Regions from separate parts of the Cricetulus griseus genome. Here region 2 is linked to region 1. A link is a contact called in public Hi-C data. All regions are on one chromosome and are shown on one strand. The core of a region is the stretch at or near the end of the contact, and the rest is flanking DNA. Distances in the headings are between cores, read along the strand shown.

What was found. Hi-C and Micro-C count contacts between places; a contact is called where the count stands out from the background.
Region 2: a contact with region 1 is called in a Hi-C map of fibroblasts, with 10 times the contacts expected there. The contact joins the enhancer-like site here to the promoter of LOC100754108 in region 1. A contact is called at or near these places in 6 of 8 Hi-C or Micro-C datasets (the CHK-Q cell line, the CHL-YN cell line, the CHO-K1 cell line and 2 more).

Annotation. Positions count from the first base shown.
Region 1 is chr2:32,928,792-32,931,491 of CriGri-PICRH-1.0, reverse strand. It overlaps LOC100754108, which reads right to left and starts at 1,353. Exons shown (of 4, transcript XM_027399093.2): 1 at 1,098-1,353; 2 at 866-981. The coding sequence starts at 1,176. P3h1 (prolyl 3-hydroxylase 1) reads left to right here and starts at 1,431. Exons shown (of 16, transcript XM_027399090.2): 1 at 1,431-1,958. The coding sequence starts at 1,485.
Region 2 is chr2:33,190,511-33,193,210 of CriGri-PICRH-1.0, reverse strand. No RefSeq gene overlaps it. Among named protein-coding and RNA genes, the nearest start is that of Slc2a1, 120 kb to the right of the region's middle. Within about 2 kb of position 1,375, at least 1 of the 6 cell types and tissues checked has open chromatin away from gene starts, as enhancers often do. A contact at or near this core is called in fibroblasts, where this site is marked.

The DNA of each region.
Region 1 (2,700 bases), core at 104-2,603:
AAAGGATTCTACAGTTGAACATCTTGCTAAGAGATGAAAAGGAACCTAGGTTTTCTCTTAGACTAGGAGCTCTCCCACCTCAAACCTCTCATTTTACAGACTGGACCACCAGAGAGAAGCAATCTGTCCAAAGCTAATGTGTCCAAACTTATGCCTTTTCCCTTATCTTGCATATCTTCTTTATTCTACCTGTTACAGTAACCCATAACTAAGCTCTGGACATAGAAATACTGTATTCATTGGAATTCAGTAGGTGTAGCAGCCACACCCCTGTAACAACCCAGCATTTGGGACACTGAATAGGAAGCCAGTCTGGGCTATCCAACAAGATGAAACTGTCTCCGGTTTTTGTTGTTCTTGTTTTAATCTAAAGTGGGGATTTTACCCTATGCCTTTTTGCAGGTGGTACTGAGGATCAAATTCAACCTAGGCAAGTGTAACCACTAAGCTACACCCCCGGCACCAATTGTTTAAAGGAAGGAGAAAGCATATATTCAAGTCCCACAAGCTCTTAGGTAACAGATAAAGATTTTACGGGAAGCAGCACAAAATAATTGACTATTGAAGAATTTGGGATAATCTGGGATAGAAGCAGAGCTTGGTGGCGCCCGCCTATAATCCCAGGACTCCGGAGGCAGAGGCAGGTGGAACTGAGTTGGAGACCAGACTAGTCTAACAGTGGGTTCCATGATAACCCTGTATCAAAAACAACTGCAACAAAGAACTGGGGAGAGTGATCCTCTTCGTGTGTGAAATGAAATGGTAACCCGTACTTCCGAGCTCACTGGCTGACCTAAAGTGCAGATGAAATGTAAGGTCAGAGCTCAAAGACGCAGGGTAAAATACGGAGACAGCTATTCCTCACCTTTTGCACCTGCTCGGCGAGCGCCACGAGGTCTAAAGGGTCCCCGACCCTGTTGGTGTGGTAGGGGCTCACCAGAGCCAGGCCTCCGGGGGTCGGGGTGAGCTCCACCAGGGCTCCTGCGACACACACCCGGGAACACGGGCGTAAGTTGTAGCCCTCAACCTCCCGCGAGGCAGCAGAGACCAGCCACCCGGCTGCAACCGTATCCCCAGGTCAACCCAGTCCCACCTACCTCCAGGACCCGCCGCCTGCTGCACCCCCGGACTTGCCGTGCCTTTTTCCAACGGGCCGGGAGTCGCCGGGTCCTCCATGACAGCCCTTCAGCCCCACGGCCAGCGGCGGATGGTGTGGGGGGAGGAGCTCAGTCCGAGCGCAGGCGCACAACAGCTTGTGGGCGGAGCTTTCTCATTCGCGGGCCATTGAACGGCGTGCCTGAGCTTGGAGGCGGAGCCCCACGAAGAGCCGGTGTTCGGATTGGCTGAAAGCAAGAGGCGAGGCAAGCTTCCTGGCCACGGACTCCTGGACTGAGGCGTGGCTCGTCTCTGGCCGTGGCTTCTGTGGGGCGGGACTCTGGATTGTGCCCAAGGCGAGCTGTCCCGTTAAGTGAAGGAGCAAGGCCATGGCGGTGAGCGCCAGGAGGCTGCTGGCCGCGCTGCTGGCGGTCGCCGCAGCTGCCTCCTCGCGGGCCGCAGAGGAGTCTGAGCCGGGATGGGACGTGGCAGCCCCTGACCTGCTTTACGCAGAGGGGACCGCCGCCTACGCGCGCGGGGACTGGCCCGGGGTGGTCCTGAGCATGGAGCGGGCGCTGCGCTCGCGGGCCGCCCTGCGAGCCCTCCGCCTGCGCTGCCGCACACGCTGCGCGGCCGAGCTCCCGTGGGCTCCTGACCTCGATCTCGGCCCGGCCCCCAACCTAAGCCAGGACCTGGGCGCTGCCGCCCTGAACGACCTGCGCTTCTTTGGGGCCCTGCTGCGCCGTGCCGCCTGCCTGCGCCGCTGCCTCGGGCCGCCCGCTGCCCACTTGCTGAGCGAAGAGCTGGACCTGGAGTTCAACAAGAGGAGTCCCTACAACTACCTGCAAGTCGCCTACTTCAAGGTGCGACTGGCCCGGAGCCCGGCGGCCCGAGGCGACCTGAGGAACTCGGGGAGCAGAGCAGGGACCAGTCTGCAGGGAGGAAAGGGGCCTCTTGGCTAGGGAACTCTTGGCGGACTCGGGGCGCTTCATCCGGTTCTTATGGGCAGATGCTAACCCTAAAGGTCCAGCCAGTAGTGACAGGCCAAGCCGAGAAGAATCTGACCTTTCCTTCTGGAAAGGCTTCCTAGAGGGAACCGAGGCATCGGTTTGGGTCTCCTAGCCCTACTTCATTGCAAGTATCCAAGTGAGAAGCTAGGCAGGCACTTCTGCAGCATCTTCCTTCCGGTTGGTTCTCCAATCATGCTTTTCCTGCTCCCGAATCCAAGAGTAGCGCTTTCAGGACGTGGGATTGCCACGTCGCCAGCAGGGGCTGCCTCGCTCCTCCTGTGGAGGACCCACTGGCTAGTATGTCAGTTTTTGGTTTTGTTGTTGTCGTTTGTTTTTTGTTTTTAAAGAAAATGATTGTCTTTAGGGATGCCACAGCGCTTTAAGGCAAAGTCAACTAACAGGCTTGGAGCACCAGGTGACTGGCAGCATGTATTTCCAGGACTCAAAAGCACTTTGCGTTTTTTTTAAAACTGATTTGCCTTGAAACAGAATCCTTTGAATAGATGCTATTAATCTCTTGGGAGCGGGGGTGGGGGAGGCTCGCACGCAGACTGTGTATCTACAATCGTTTGGCAGACCTTCAATTCTACCTAAA
Region 2 (2,700 bases), core at 126-2,625, 260 kb before region 1:
GAATACCTAACTCCACCATGTTCACAGACTGGATGGCTCAATGCTGTAAAAATGGCATGGTTCCCCAAACTAATCTATAAATTCAATACAAATCCAATAACAATTCTAACTGTCTCATTCCATTTCTGACTTTCCAGTCTCATTCAAGGAGTTTGTAAGAAATAGGAAGGGGAATTCCTGGAAAGAAGCTGTGACCACAAGCGCTGACCAACTAACTGACAGAGAACTTCAGTGACATGGAGAGAATGTGGCAAGTCCTGAGCCATATTATCTTGGAGCATCTTTACCCTCTCAATAGCCACTTGCCACACTCCTCTGTGTGTGACCTAACATCTTTGTGACCGTCAGAGAATCCTTTGGTTGTACAGACCCCTGGGCCCCTAGTTTCCTAACCAAAAGGCTAAGAACACCATCCGACAGCATGAGGCTTATAGCTGGATCCCTCCGACTTGGCTGCCACCTGCGTGATGTTCCCACCAAAGTAAATGAAAAGCGTCTTGATCTGTTCTTTTGTTCTGTTCCCATAGAACTTCATCAATATGTTAATCAAGTTGGACCGAAGTATTTGTGGAAACCTAAATCTATGTTCTCAGGCTATGGTCTCTCATACTTGGTTCCATATCTTTTGTTCCTTTGAGGGAGGGCTGTTTCTTAGAACAAAGATACTGACATTGCCAAGATGCTCATGACCTTTAGGAAACACCTAGTAGGGCCTGGAGAGATGACTCGGTGCTCAGCTAAGAGCACTGGCCGCTCTTCCAGAAGACCTCGGTTCAGTTCCCAGCACCCACATGAAGGCTCACAACCATCTGCATCCCCAGTTTCGGTGGCTCTGGCCTCTGCAGACACAAATGTGGTGCACAGACATGATTGCAAGCAAAACACCCAGACATATATAAAATAAAGTCAAATAAAAGTTTTTTCCCTTTTATTTTTTTATTAATTTATTTTTTACATTCCAATCCCAGTTCCCCCTCCCTCCTTTCCTCCTGCTCCCTCCACTTCCCCTCTCACCCTACCTGCCTTCTGCTCCCTGATGAGCATAAGGCCTCCCCTAGGAAGTCTACTAAGTCTGTCCCATCATCTGGTTGAGGCAGGACCAAGGCCCCTCTCCACCCCTCACACCCCGAAAGATTTTTTTTTTTTTTTAATTAAGACGAAAAGCTTTTGGAGAAGCAAAGGGGAAGCCTTCAGCAGTAGTTTTGAGGTGAGGTTAAGCAACATTGTAATAAATTTGGGGGTTATCTTGGTTTTTTGCTCAGACCTTTTCTCTAAATTTAGTTAGGATTTCATAACATTGCCACAAGATTAGGCAAGCCGGCCAGGAATTTGAGTATAAACCAGCCTCATAACCACAATCACGCAGGAACTGCCCTGAGGACTGGTCACTCGAAAGGAAATTCTTTTAAATTGCATTTCCTCTTTACACTTCTCACATCCTCAGTTCAGAGAAGAAAGTAGAACTCAGCCAGACGTGGTGGCACATAGTGGCATGTGCCTGCCATGCCAGCACGTGGGAGGTAGAGGCTCCCGAGGAGCCTGTATCAAAGAAAAGCAGTACATGTACAATAGGGCAGGGCAGTAAAGACTGCAGTTCTGAACTCGGGGTGGGAAACGGTTCTCCCCCACAAGCCAACTTCTATCCGGCAAAGCAGTTCCTCCCAGGAGGATGTGGGCAAAGGCTTACAAGATTTTGTAATGTCCCAACTCCCCATCCTAAAACATCACTAACAAAGTCTCTTGTTACTGCTCTGAACAGAAATAGTTTACAGAGGGGCCTGGGACGTCACAGGAGGCAACCAAAAGCTTTTCAAAAGCAACTCTGACATGCAGGAAATGAACCAAAACTGTGGGATTCCCGACAGGAAATCAAAGCAGGAATCTGTGCTCTTCTGAAAAACTGCCAACTTGATGTCAGTCAGGAAACCCACGCAGTGTGACCCTAACACAATTGGTTTCAGGGGTGCCGGGGTCCCATGGAGACTTGATTTCCAGGCTTGTGGGATGGCTGAGGGAGTAGAGGTGTTCACTGTGCAAGCCTAACAATGTGGTTCAGCTCCTAAAGCACACAGTGGAAGGAGAGAATGGACTCCCACAAGCTGTCCTCTGACCTCCTCACACACACTGTGGGGTGTGCACACAAGATCAATAGTGAGTGTGTTTTTTAATTAGTTTTTCCAACTACAGTAGGGTCACTAAAAGTATATCATCGTCAAGTGTGCCTGGGCATCCCCATAGCTTCCTATGTTCGGTGATTCAACTAAGATCTGGTAGGCATCCTGGGGTTGTTCCCAGCCTGGCCAGCCTGTACTTCTCCCTTCTCCCTCTGGAAAGCTCTCCCTCCTTTGCAGGACACTTTTTTTTTTTTAATTTTGGTTTGGTTTGGTTTTCAAGACAGGGTTTCTCTAGCGGGTCGGTGGTGACACACGCCTTTAATCCCAGCACTCGGGAGGCAGAGGCAGGGGCATCTCTATGAGTTCGAGGCTAGCCTGCTCTACAGAGCAAGTTCCAGGACAGGCTCCAAACTACAAAGAAACTGTGTCTTAAAACACCAAGAAAAAAAAAAAAAAGACAGGATTTCTCTATGTAGCCCTGAAGCTCACTGTGCAGACCTTGCTGGCCTCAAACACCCAAAGACTTACCTGCTACTGCCTCCAAGTGCTGGGACTAAAGGCGTGCACCATCATGCCCTATTGTACA